2 separate regions of the Hordeum vulgare genome follow, and region 2 is linked to region 1. The links are chromatin contacts, called in public Hi-C maps. All regions are on one chromosome and are shown on one strand. Each heading gives the region's core, a stretch centred on a gene start, on an enhancer-like site or on the middle of the called end of the contact. The rest is flanking DNA. Distances are from core to core; before and after follow the strand shown. Region 1 has its middle 76 kb from the start of LOC123440125. Region 2 holds the start of LOC123444188.

Region 1 (6,908 bases), core at 764-3,263:
CAAATCATGCAAATTAGAGTCCAAAACAAGGGCAAAAGAGTTTGGAAAAGTAGATACGATGGAGACTTATCACCGGGTCGCCCACGGGGGAGCGACTCGGGGGCAAGGGAAAAAAAGTCCGCGCAATGTATCGCATCTTTGTCTCCTCCACATGGCCCATCCATCAACTTGATGTAAAAAATGCTTTCCTCCATGGTTCTCTTCAAGAGACCGTCTATTGTCAACAACCACTTGGTTTTGAAAATCCTTCCTATCCAAATCATTTCTGTCTTCTTCAAAAATCTCTATATGGTCTCAAACAAGCTCCACAAGGCTGGTTTCAACGTTTCTCTTCTTTCATACAAACGATAGGTTTCACTTCTTCCCTTTTTGACACTTCTCTCTTTGTGTACCACCACAATTCTGAAACTGCCTACCTCCTTCTCTATATAGATGATATCATTCTCACAGCATCTTCTCAAACCTTTTTAGATCACATTATTACCCTTCTTCGTTCTGAATTCTATATGACTGATCTTGGTATTCTTCATCACTTATTGGGCATTCTCGTTCTTCGTGATTATTCTGGCCTTTTTCTTTCCCAATGTAAGTATATTCTTGATCTTCTTAATCGTGCTGGTATGCTTGACTGCCAGTCCTCTTGCACTCCTGTCGATACCAGTTTCAAACTATCAGCTGACGGTGAACCTTTTCATGATCCTACTATGTAACATAGTTTAACCGGGCTCTCCAATATCTCACTATCACTCGTCTTGAAATTTCCTTTGCTGTTCAATAAGCATGTCTCTATATGCATGATCATGTCAAACGTGTTCTTAGGTATTTGAAAGGTACTCTTGATCATGGTCTTCACATCAATAAGTTCATTCCTCATTTTCTCACCCCATACTCTCATGCAGATTGGGCTGGTTATCCAGACACTCAACAATCCACATTTGGATTTTGTGTTTTTCTATAAAATTTGATTTCTTGGTCCTCGAAAAGACAGGTTACGGTCTCCCGCTCGTCCACTGAAGCCGAGTACCATGCTGGGGCACATGCTGTTGCAGATATTATTTGGCTTCGTCAGTTGTTCTCAGAATTGCGTCGACCGATTGATCAAGCTACTATTGTATATTGTGATAATATTTCAACCGTTTACATGTCTAGGAATCATGTTCAGCATCGCCAGAACAAACACATTGAGACTGATATTCATTTTGTTCGAGAGAAGGTGGCTCTTGGGCAGGGACGAATTTAGGAGGGGAGGGGGCGAGGGGGGCTAGCCCCCCCTAACAAATTGATTCTTCTACTAGTTGTTACAGCCAAAAAAATCACTTCATATGAACTTTGCCCCCTCTATGCATGAATGTCGGATCCGTCCCTGCTCTTGGACAAGTTCGGGTGCTTCATGTTCCTAGTACGGCTCAATTTGCTGACATCTTCGTTAAAGGACTTGATACTACGCCATTGCAAGACATCTGTTTCATTCTCAATGTCATCGAGCCTCCCGTTGGTACTGCAGGGATGTTAGACTATTTCTTGGATCTCAAGTTTCTTATTCTAAGTTGATTTGTACCATTATATATAGCCATATACACTGTACCAAATAATCAATAAGCAATAATTTTATTCATCTACCAATAACGAGTTTTTGACGCGAGGCAACGACGACGAGCTGCGACAGCGATGCATGGCGGCAACGGCGAGCCGCAACGGTGGACGGGCATTCACGAGAGCTGAGGCATCGCGAGTCGACGAGCAAAGCACGGGCGCGTGGCGCCGGCAACGCGTTTCATGCACGTGCTGCCGGACAACGGAGTGCTTGCGAGGCGACGACAGCGACTTTCCACGGCACGAACCGCGACGAGGGACAGGAAATTCACGGAAGCTAGGCGCCGCGAGTCAACTAGCAAAGCTCCAAAGGACGACAACGACAGCGCGTTCAGTTTTTGCATGCGTTTAGTGGGTTCCGTTTTGCATGACTCCACCACTGAAAGGAGGCAACTCCAACATTTACTAATGGACGAATCCAGCTGACGCGGGAGGGCCGGTGGAGCAACTCGGCCGGTGGACCGGCGCTGAGTAGCGCTCAAAAAGAAAACGGGGCGAGAGACTTATGTGTGATATGACGACCACAACCTCACCCACTTAAGCTGGCACATTAGTTGCGCGTGTTTTAAGAATGGTTTCATATGATTGAACAATATCCGTATATTTATCTCTCGAAAACATACTTGAATCATACCAGTTTAATGTCGTTTTCAGTCCAATCAAAACTGAATCCATTATTTTTTCACTCAAACCAATTTAAACTCAATACATGACCATGAATTTAAACCCAGTACATGACTATGAGTTTGCTTCAATGTACATATAATTGCATCGAATTGATATGTTAAAAAGCAAATGAGATAGAAAAGGCATAAGTACATCTACAACAGTTTAACAACAAAATTATCTTTGAGATATAGTCAGCACACAGCAAGAGGCAAAAAGAAAATGCCCACGACTGAAAAGCTCATTCACAAGTGTATTAAAACCAAATTGCTTAGCCAAACACAAGCCAACACTTGCGATTTTTATTTGGTGTTTCTTCATAATACAAAATTACATAGTGCATTACAACATGCACGCGGATCAAAGATCATCGTTCTCCGTCGTCATTGGTTATTGCACATAACCAATGCCTAGAAACCGGTTTGGATCCATAGTTTATAACCGCTAATAATCAAATTATCATAACCAACTATACCCAAACTGGTTTCTTCACAATACCCAAATCAAAACAAAACTAAAAAAACTCAGTCCAATAAAACGTGAACCAATCAAACCTAAAGTAAGAACCGACGTGTCAAACCTCGTCTTTATGTCCCATTCACCTCAAAATAGAAGAATTAGAGAGTGGCGCGGTGTCACCAAGTAAGGGATTCTACACAAGTGGGCTGGCTGACAAAGACATAAAAACAGTCCAGTATTTACACAAACCCTTAGAAACCAGGGTGACACGATAGAGTATCAACTATACCCAAACTAGTTTCTTTACAATACCAAAACCAAAACCAAACTAAAAAAACTCAGCCCAATAAAACCTGAACCGATCAAACCCAAAGTAAGAACTGGCGTGCCAAACCTCGTCTTTATGTCCCATTCAATCCAAAATAGAAGAGTTAGAGAGTGGCACGGTGTCAGCAAGTAAGGGATTCTGCACAAGTGGGCGGGCTGACAAAGACATAAAAACAGCCACACAAATATAAACCAGGGTGACACGGTAGAGTACTAGTGTTATTGTACTAATGTTTTGATCCCTGAACGATCTGCAATTACACATCAAGCAGTATCGCTGTTATTGCATCAGCTGAGGTAATCACCACACGGAGTCTAACTAAAAAGTACAATAACCAGTCCACACGGAGTCTAACTGGGTTCCTCTAGAGCATGAAATGATTTGACATTGTGATATACATATGTTTCTGCAAATCTGTCTCCTAAATACCTGCAGAATCTGTGCCAGGGCAGGGTTTGAGCATGGAATCCAGTCCCTCTGCACCATTGGACTGCAGGACCTTCGAGGTAAGATACTGCAAATTCAGTTCTCTGCTCCAAGGGAGTTCTTTCTGTGTCAAAATACTACTAAATTGTTCGTATCCAATGTTCTTTGTCATCTCCCTCAAATTCAGGTGTGTTCAGCTTTTTATGTTTAACTGAAACAATGCCTCTTCTCATATCTTGAGGACTGTTAACTCCAGTTCTAGTTTGTTTTTGACCACTCATCATCTTTTGATGGAGCTTTAAGGACTGTCTTCTCATCTCTTGAGGACTGTTAAATCCATTGTCAGGAGCTTCCTCTTCAGACAAGTATTGGGGGTTGTCCACTCTCTTTGGTTTCAACTCCAGTTTGTTGTTGACCATAATGAGGGTGTCTATAAGGCACCCTAGTGGTCTGCTCCACTGGATTGTCTCTACCCATCAGCTCAGGTATAACAGCTGTGACACTACCTGGAGGTCCAGGAGCTGCCTGGTTGATGCTCCCTTGACCCGGAGAAATAGCTACGTCTTTGCTGTGTCCAGCTCCATCAGGTGTTCCTGGAAGAAAAGGATCCTCTGGTCGTTTGGCCAGGTTTGCTGTTCTGCAAAAGACCTGTCAAAACTGCTCTGTATCTTGGAGAAACTGCTCTCCAAGTTAACAAAGCTGGTGTTTAGAGAAACAGTGAATTATTGGAATTCTTTGTCAGCAATACGTTGTTGCTGTAAGGTCTGAACATCCAGCTGCAAGGATTTGAGCTCTAGCAGTCTAATGTCTTGCGAATCGCTGCGGTGCTCCATGATTCAGAGAGGTTTTACAGAAAGCAGAGAACTTTCTTACCCGCCTGAAGGTGATCAGAAAGAAACAGGGGGAAATTTAGGGCCACCAAGTGGCAAGTAGACCTGTGTGTCCCGATCTTGCCGTTGCCGTTCGCCGCCGCCAACGCCCCCCGTCTTCAGTGCACTGGAGAGGCTGGGTGGGTAGGGTTTACGACAGGAGAAGTGTTCTTCGGCAACCACTCCCAACGCCTAACTTGCACTAAAGCTGTCTACCGCCACCGATCGCCGCCTGAACACACCGGCGCCGGGATTGGAACGAGAGGGGAAGCATTTCACTGGCGAGCCGAACTTTCCTTCATCGTCCAATCCAATCGCCGCCAAGGAGGGTTGGCTCTGATTACCAATTGACAGGACCAGAGGAGAACATCTCAGAGATTTCAGTGGATTTAGAGAGGGCTAGCCCCGAATCAGGGAGGAAACTAGCTAGGTTCTATTACAAAGGGGAAATTAGGCCAACCACTCTTGTGGCGTCTAGGGTTACAACCCGATTACAATCGATGCCCTCAGGCGAGAGTCGCTCGGCTTTCTATATAGCCATGGCTGTCTGAAGTAAAAAAGCAAAAGAACAGCAAGCACAGTAAAAAGTGTAAAAGGGTGCCAGCTCAGTGATTGAATGACGGCTGTCGGATGAAGATCGTGCATCGTCCGCTTCCTCTCGTCAGGGATGCACGTACTGGTTCACAGGCTTCATCTGGGGCGTCGATACTTGATCTAGCGGCTATGAGGCTTGTCGGATGATGAATAGCTAGCTGAAGAAGAACTGGGCCTGACATTTTTAAGGTTGCAAGCTCCCCAAGTCAGAACAAAATAAAAAATGTGGCTTGATCATCTATTTCCAGGGAAACAACATGACATGCATATTTAAGGATCCATTTGTAACAAAGAATCAAGTTTATAACGAATGGATGGCGAAAATGAGTGAACTCTAACAAAGTAAGATTACATCACTAATAGTGTTGAGGTGGAGAAACCTCACCGGCTGACATCACTAGAGGGAGCTCAAGTGGGTGTTGGAACTACATGCGCCGCCATGGAAGTTCTATGCACCGGAGAGCAGTCCCAGCGTTGTCACTTCAGCCTTTTACCCTGCAAACACGGTCAGACTACTCCTTCCCGAGCCGCTGCAGGAAGAAGGTGATACTCAACGAACACATGCTTTTTGCCGTAAAATGTAAAGATTTCCCATCAAATACTAAATTACAAATTTTAGATTAACATGTTTTACTGTAAAATGCAAAACAGAGCAGAAACACCTTAAAACTCAATGCCTGGAATAACCTGCCAAAATATAACAACCAAAGGCAAATACTTGCATGTACAACATAAACTATCCGGCTTAAAGTATGATAAAACTCATGATACTCTCTTGCTCCAATCGATCAGATCATCGGCATCATCAGGTGCTGGCTGCCCCGCAGCAGCCGCAAGCTCAGGCTCAGCTTTGTGCCTGCACAATTAGCATCAAAGGAAAATCAGCAATTCATTCATCCATTGAACCAGAACGCTAAACCTGAGGCTGAGATCTACACCACAATCCCAGTATTAGACAAGTAAAACGACAGAAAACAGAACGATCCACTTACTGTTGCTGCATTGCCACGTCGAAGGTCACTTCTGGAGGCTTAAGGGCCACTGATTCAACAAAGGGGATGTTAGCATCACTGTCACCGTCTAAGACATTATGTACAACAAAATATAACAAGCAAAGGCAACTGCTTGTCGAGTCGATTTCAGTATGAGGAGCAATGGAAACCCTCCAGGATCCAGTATCATCAGCAGCCGTTGAGTCAGTTTCATGAACAACAATGCAAACCCTCCTGGATCCCAAGATATGCCCAGATGGTAGATGCTATCCAGATATGGCATAATCTCATGGGGTATAACTCTACACACATCAAGTTCAGGAAGCTCACTTGTTAGACTGCCACTGGAACTAGACAGGCCATAGTCATTTGTTGCTATGGATGGACCATCAAGTTCAGATTTTTGTTGAGAAAACCTGCTCAGACTATGGCAAGGGAAGTAGGAGCCGATAATCTGAAGGAGGAGCAATTCTATGGCAGTAGTTCCTAATCCCTTTTCTTTGGAATTGGAAGAGTGCACAACACAGATAGAAAATGGAATGTGTGCAGCCTGGACTAGCACATCAATGGTTATAGTACCTGACCGTTGCATCACTCTTACATCAAGGTTGTAGCTCATCCTGTTGTAATAGAGTAGTGCTAGATAACAACATATGCAAATCCACAGGTTTGCGCCAGTACCTACCCTTGTTTCCTCGGAATTTAATGGAAAACTAGCAGTTGGCATTCCTGTGACAACCGCTAGCGTACAAACAGTGCAGTCACGAACAGGAGAATGGCACGGAGATAAGCTGATTTTTTGGCCCACGCCCATGTGATCCTTCAGTTTCAAGCTTCGTGCATCTTGTACACCACATTGCACAGGAAGCAGCCCATAGATACTCCACGAAAACAAAGTGCTCATTTGATGAACTAGCAAACCCAAACTCATTTCCAGAAACTAGCTTGTTACCTTGCACCAACGAGATACTCCCATGAATA
Region 2 (7,444 bases), core at 2,343-4,842, 150 kb before region 1:
AGCACGCACAAAAATACAGTTCAAGACCCAATAAGGCACGTCCCAATAGATGGACCTTGCCAGTTATTTCCAAAAGCCAAGTCATCCAACCTTCATGCACCTCCTCTTCACCCGAGCACCAAACTCCCCTCGCCTGGTGCCGCCTCCTCAACCGATCCATCGCCTATCGTCACCAGGTGCCGTCGTAGCCAAAGTCGGAGGCCTCCAAACTATGATGCTCGCCTATTCTCGCCCGATGTTGTCGCAGCCATCGCCAGAGGCCTCCAAACTGTGATGTTGCCTCTGTTCGCCTCGTGCTGTCACAACCATCGTCGGAGGCCTCCAAACTGTTGTCGTCTTTCCTCGTCGGGTGTTGTCGCAGCCATCGCCGGAGGCCTCCTAATTGCATCTGATCCACCTCCCATCTGTGCTGGACAGATCCTCGCCTCATACGCGCATCTTCCCAGGTAAACCTGACATTTTCATTCATGCACGGTCCTCTTCACCTATTTCTTGTTGTTTTGTAGCTGCCAAGTTATATGTCTTCCTCACGCTCCGGGTTGGTCATCCTTAAACCTTCAGCAAAAAATAAGAGTTAGGTATTAAAATCTACGTACTTGTCAAAAGGAATTACTGTTTACAGGAAGCCCCTGGTAGGATAAAAAAATACGCTTACATATCTTCAGTGCTTCCTGTAGCTAAACGACCATTTCATCAATTTGGTGCCACATTCACTTTACAATGGTTAGATACAACATTCTAAAGCATGTAAATAGCACTCCTTAATTATTTTCTATAGAACTACCATGCTCTGACTTGTAAAACTGCAACCAATGTTTGATTAATGTAAGTAGTAAGAACAAGTATTGCAATTGAATAGTCACAAATTGGCAGAAATGTCTTCTAGATCAAACTAAATTAGAGTATATGCTCGGGTCATACCCTGATTTGGCTAGCCATTATAGGATCAGTTGACTCATGATTGAGTAGGGCATGGGTGTCATAGGAGAGGGGATGGAAGGAAAACGAGGTCATCTTCCATCCCTAAGGCACTGATTGATTGAATATGATAATATGAAAGTGAGGTGGTTGATCCAACAATGTCGAAACAGTAAAGATCTGCTTGGAAGAATTTGGATGTTTTAATCATGAGTTATCAGGCTATGTCATCCAGGGCCCACAAAAACAACATGTGTTTTCCTCATCTATAAAATATGTGATTCCAAATCAATTTGAGGATTTGAAAAATGAGCACCGCGATATAGTATTTTTTTTCCCAAAATAGGATGCTATTTTGGCTACAAGTACAGAACAAATTCTTCAAAGAAAAAAAGCCTTGAACGTGGAGCGTGTCGAGTAAGTGACTGTCAAACTTACCGGTCAAAAAAGCATGCGGCGGCTGTCAAGGGGACAAGAGTCTTCCCCTTATCAGCAGTTTGCTCTGCACTGTCAAAATCTTCTTGTTTACCAGTCCTGGAAAAACATACCAACCGCAAAACGGACCTGTCAGTAGCTTCAGAGACATCCATAATTTAACCGATGAGAAGATGGCAACAACTACTAACTAGAGAATGGTAAAAGGTTTCAGGGTTTCCTCGTAGAACTGAACCTTGGCATTGCTTTTGCTAACTACTAGATTAGGAAGTATATATTCTTCTTGACAATTTCCTTGACCAGATTATCTGCAACAATCGCCATTTATCCTAACCTAAACAAACAAATCAACCAATGAATAAGAAGCCCACCAGAAAAAAGGAGACGTGGTATAGCCAGATTGTTGGGGGGGTAGGGGGTAAATGTCAATGTTGTGAGTCAATTATCTTCAATTCACACGCTTCGAAACACTATTAATTTTCATTGTTGTGCGGACCAATATAGCAACATCTAGATGAAGAAAAAATTCAATAGCTTCAATGGACCATGATGATTCGAACATCTGATGAATGAAGTTGCATATTTCTGCCCAGAAGAAGGATCGAATATCCTTGGTGCATCTGATTAAAATATGTCATAGGACAGAGGTCATCTATATGATAAAGGTAAAAGAGGTATGTATATGTCAATCAAACAAGTAATATGTCACAGGACAGAGGTCATCTATACGATAAGCTTTCTGAATTTAGCCTACACTAATCTTATCAGTTGTTGAAGATAAGAGGAAAAGAGACCACTCCCGACCACACAACATCTATCATCTGGTTTATTCATACACGAAATATCAAACACCATCAACAACAGTGATATGTCTTCTGATGACGACGACGATGATGTGCCCAGCCAGCTGGCTAGAATACTTTCGACCGCTAGTCATCTCATGCCATTTCAGCCAAGAGAGCGTGCTTAAGAAACCTCAAACGGTATTACCCTTTGACGTGGCTTTTATCCCCATTAACTTTTTACATTTTTTATACCAAGAAAAGCCACTAGATATGCTCGAATTGCATCACTTCAAGGAACACAAAGCTTCCAGCAAGGTTCCTTGCAGCAGCATCTATCTCAGTTGTTAACAACCATGCTGCTGATATGAAAGAAATTAGAAGCAAAACAGAGTAAGTGATGGAGGCATATTTACTTAAGCCGATATATGTCATGCCATGCCTCATTGAATAGGTTCAGCTAAACTGGTTAATAGAGAAATGACTAAAACTCACTTTTTCGGTTCTCCCGAAACTAAGTTGTACTTATTCTGTCCCTAACAAAACTAATGCTTATCCCGCGATTTTTACGGTATCCATTTTTAGGTGCTTATAGACCTTTAAATGAATTTAGGAGAAACCGAATTGGGAAAAGTTCTGAACCCAAACATCAATAAGAAAACTTTGATACTCTTCTAAAAGAAATTTAAGCCTAACCATATGTTGATACTAATAGTTTACATCTAGCTCACCTATGAACCTTGTATATACAAGGGAGTTGAAATCTAAGTGAAAGATTTGTACTTGACCTCCAAGATCAAACTCACCGGCTGTGCCAATCCAATACAACTTCCAATGGATGACGCGAAGGGAGAGGAGAGGAGTCCCTGACAAAGTAATATCCGTGGTCACCCTGAACCTGATGCAGAGGGAGGAAAACAGTGGCAGGGCGACGAGGTAGCCTGCAGATTGAGGAGCTAGGTGGCGAGGAGAAGTTGTCGGCGTCATGGTGCAACACGGGATCCACTCCAGGCCGATCTCCGCCCATCTGGGCGAACACGCCTTGGGACAGGGTCACCGGGACGCAGAGCCCGATACCGCGGGCACATGGGACAGATCCCACCTCGCCTTGCACGGTGCGCCAGTCACCGGGCGTAGCCACCATCAGTTTCGAACCGGCATGGCGCCGGTGCAGCGGGGGATGGATGGGGGGCCGACCGGTGGATGTCGCCACCCATACTGTGCGCGTGTCAATGAGAGCATCGTCCCACGGATCTCGCCGGATAGTAGGGAGTGAGGTTTAGCGGCTCCCGAGGGTGCAGCTAGCCGGGAGGGAAGTGTGGGTGTAGGGCGCGGAGTGGGAAGTGGGCGGAGCCGCAGAGGTGGGTGCTTAGCGCTGGCGCAGCCAATGGCTGCACAGGTGGGTGTCTCGCGGGAGGGCAGTAGGGTGAGCGGTGGTGAGGGAAGAAGTGACACAATGAGAGTATTGTGTAGTTACGACTGTAGAATTGTAGTATTTCTGACTTGACTATAGATCCAAAACTGCTCCACACGCTAAAAACCGTCTTTTTCCCACGGGATACGCAACAGAAAATCCTGCAAAATAATGCGTTCAAAAAAATATTAGCACATGCGCTATTTTTTAGCGCTATTGTACGTTACTAGCAAAAGGACCCGTGCATTGCAACGGGAGAAAAAAAATTATAATCTACAATGGTGCTGATCATATTATGTTTTTAAAATTTTAGGACATTTCTTAAAATGCATGAACATTTTTTGAATTAGCAAACATTTTTTCAATTGCACTCAAAAAATAACAGACAAATTCTTTTTCAAAATCCTGGACTTCTATTGTTTTCACCAACATTGTTCTCAAAATTATGAACATTTTTCTGAATATGCGAATATTTTTACAAAAATTATGAACATTTTTGAATTCACAAACGTTTTATATTTTCTTCAAACTTTTATTTCAAAATTCCCAGTTTTATAAATTGCAAAAGTTTTTCAAAGTTTTAGATTATTTAGACTAAAAATGGAACAGAAAAATGAAAATAAAAAATGAGACTAAAAACAGAGGCACGAACTGTTTTTAAGATTTTTACACGAACTTTTGTTTAAAATCGTTGACTTTTTTATTTTATGGACATTTTCTCAAAGTTTAAACATTTTTTTATAAACAAATATTTTTTTAAACTCGACAGTAGTTTTTGAATTCTTAAAAAATATTTTTTTGAATATTTTATTTTGAAATTCTCAGTTTTTTAAAATTGAGAAAAGTTGTTTGAAGTTCTAAATTATTTAAAGTAGAAAAACAAAATGGAACTGAAAATAAAAATTAAAAACTAAACTAAAAAAACAGACGCCCACGCATGGGCCAGCCCAAACAGGTGTGCTGCATCTTTTTCCAACACCCAGACCGTAATATAGGAGGTGCCTACATGGGCCGGCCCAGTCCGGATATTTTCATATTTGAAACGTTTTTTATGACTTATAGGTGGCATTGGTGGGTAATTTTAGTCAACTTTAAGGACAATTTGGATGACGTACGGAAAAAGCACTATTTGATTTATTAGTAGGTAAAGATAAAATTTGGACGTTGGACCATATTTTTCATAATTTGCACTCCTCTTTTTCCTGGACGCATGTTTATATGCATTTGGAAAAGAGAATCGTTTCCCACCCGCGCGTCGGTCGCCCCCTGGCGCGCGCGAGCCTTGCAACATATTTTCCATCCGCGCGCTTCTTCGGTCAATGGATGCAACACTTTTCGTCTAAATATGTTGCAACTTGCGTCATTTTTGTTGTAAGCGTTTTTTACTATATTTTGTCTCAGTAAAAGAGCTGCATATAAGTTTGGTTGCAACTCTAGTTCATCAGATTTTTTGTTACAATTGATGTTTTTTTACTTTTTTCTATAACCGTGTTAATTTTTGCTACAACCGGCATCATGTTTTGCTGCAACCGTTCACTAAAAAGTTGCATACACGTCACATAAATATTTGTTACAACCGACGTTTGACTTTTGCTACCACGTACCATCAGCTTCGTTTTTTTGCTATGATCACGTAGATATTTTTTTTGCTATAAATTTTGTTTCTTGTTGCAACCGTTGAAAAAATTGCTGCATGGCATCGAAATTTTGCTGCATAGGGAGAAAAATGTTGCATGCGGATGCAACGGTGCAGACGACGCGGGGTTGGTGGATTCTGCGGCCCGCGTGCGGCCGGTCCAAAATCTGGGCCGGCGCGCCGGCGCAGATCACCCCCTTTGGAAAATCAATGTTGACCGCGATGCATTAAAAGTGCTATTGTGATGGTATAAAACTATTTGGTCCTTGGTATTCTTGTGCATCTGTTGAAGATGTTCTTATTGGCGTATAACAAACCGACGTTTATAGACAATCTACGAAAGAGAAAACACTTTTGGTAGTCCCGAGTGTGCGCCCACCCTATATGCATGAAATAATATAATATTTTAAAGAAAAAAAAACTGAATCTTTTTTTTTTGGGGGGGGGGGGGGGGCACTTGAATCCTTTTTCGTATCAAATATGATCAAGTATGGTACTCGTATGTATGTTGTGCATGATACTGTATTTAGATTATATACTTCCTTCATTTTTAAATATAAGTCTTTTTAGAACCTTGTATATAGACATACTTTTAAATATAAATTCACTCATTTTGCTCCGTATGTAGTATGTAGTGAAATCTCTAAAAAAACTTATATTTAGAAACAAAGAAAGTATTTATAAATATATTTCACTTTTGCAAAATGGGTATGTGGTAGTATGGATATTGTTGGTCATCAAATACAAGGGTTCGGAAAAAGCAACCCACCTTTGCAAGGGTTGCACTATCGCGGTCGCCGTATGGAACCACGTGTTTGCCTTAACACGCGAGGATCTTTCATCTTCATGTTTCTTTCCAGATCGTGAAAATTTCTACGGCTTGTGGAGTGAGTTGATCGAAAAGAAGGCAAAGAAGCGTGGTACACGTCGTAGTGGGCGGCTTATCTACACATTATGGAATATTAGGAAGGAGAGAAACATGTGGGTTTTCATGGGTTCTCAAATGATTCACTATGAGGTGGTGATGCTGGCATTTGACGATATCAAGCAAAGAGAGTGGACATTTGGTGTTGATGTGTTCATTGCAGGCGTGGGCTAAGCATGTAGGAGTCAATTTCCTAGGCTTCGCCACGCTCCCTTCAAAACATGTGAATCTCTGTATATATGGGGGTTTTCACCTACATCTATATGAAAAGACAGTGCTCCTGTTGGTTTCTCAAAAAAAACACTACAACAAAAGCCGGGAGACGATGTCATTGGAAGCGAACGAAGACTTAGAAAATTCTATACATCCCATGGATGTGCGAACAGAGATACCCAATTCATGAAATATCAAATCAAAAAGGACAAATACAAATATCCACTAGAAAATAATAGGGGGGATTGATTGACATGAAGTTTGTCCAACAATTTACTGAGAGGGTATGCACTTTTCTAGCAAGCAAGATGTCTATAAGGTAGGAGAGAATCCGTCGGCCTAGGTAGACTTCGCCTACCTGATCTACAGCCGCCCCCGCCTCCCCCGTGCGGCGGCGCCGCCCCGCACCGGGGATCCCCCGCCCTCCTCCTACAGCCGCCCCCGCCTCCTCTCCCCTCCGCCGCCGTCGCCCGGGGCGTCACAGGGCAAAGCCCTTGTGGCGTGGCGGCGGCGGCGGTTTTCTCCTCGGATCTCGATCTGGTTGGGAGGCAGCGCTCCTTTCCGGCCAGATCAGCGGCGGTGATGCAGATCGGCGGCGGCATGGCCGTGGTGCGGCGGCGGCGTAGGAGGACGACACCAGGAGCGACGGGTCTGGCCTTGACTCAGTCGGTCTGATTCGGTGTGCTACCGATCTCAAAAGCCGTCAGCGGTGCACTGCTCATGGACTTGATCTGCAACACGGGGATGTCTGGGCGCCGGCCCTAGGCTTGGTGGTGGTGGCCTTCTTCTTCGTCGGAGGTGGTCGGCCAGCTGGCTGTGCATGGAGTGAGGACTGGCGGCTGTCGGTGAAATCTGTGATCCGACTTCGGCCGTGGCGGGTGATGACGGTGCCTACGCGTCGTTACCTTCTTGAAGGCGTCACATTTGCAGTCTCCGTCTGCCCACTCGCAGTCCAATTAGTGTCAGGCTGGTTTGGCACCATGGTGGTGCTCCGGCCGATCAGGCGACGGCAGCTGGATCCTTTGATCTAGTCTCCAACAGAGAAGGCGGCGACCATGCACAAGAAGCTGGATGGAGTTCTTCGAACAGATCTGGGTGAAAACCTGCTCTTGGCTAGATGA

What was found. Hi-C and Micro-C count contacts between places; a contact is called where the count stands out from the background.
Region 2: a contact with region 1 is called in a Hi-C map of leaf, with 3 times the contacts expected there. The contact joins the promoter of LOC123444188 here to the enhancer-like site in region 1. A contact is called at or near these places in 3 of 6 Hi-C or Micro-C datasets (leaf and seedling) and 1 of 1 datasets of contacts at active chromatin or transcription factors (embryo).

The regions. Positions count from the first base shown.
Region 1 is chr3H:447,790,551-447,797,458 of MorexV3_pseudomolecules_assembly, reverse strand. No RefSeq gene overlaps it. Among protein-coding and RNA genes, the nearest start is that of LOC123440125, 76 kb to the right of the region's middle. Within about 2 kb of position 2,013, at least 2 of the 3 cell types and tissues checked have open chromatin away from gene starts, as enhancers often do. A contact at or near this core is called in leaf, where this site is marked.
Region 2 is chr3H:447,940,323-447,947,766 of MorexV3_pseudomolecules_assembly, reverse strand. LOC123444188 reads right to left here and starts at 3,592. Exons shown (of 3, transcript XR_006630958.1): 1 at 2,942-3,592; 2 at 1,357-1,687; 3 at 1-555.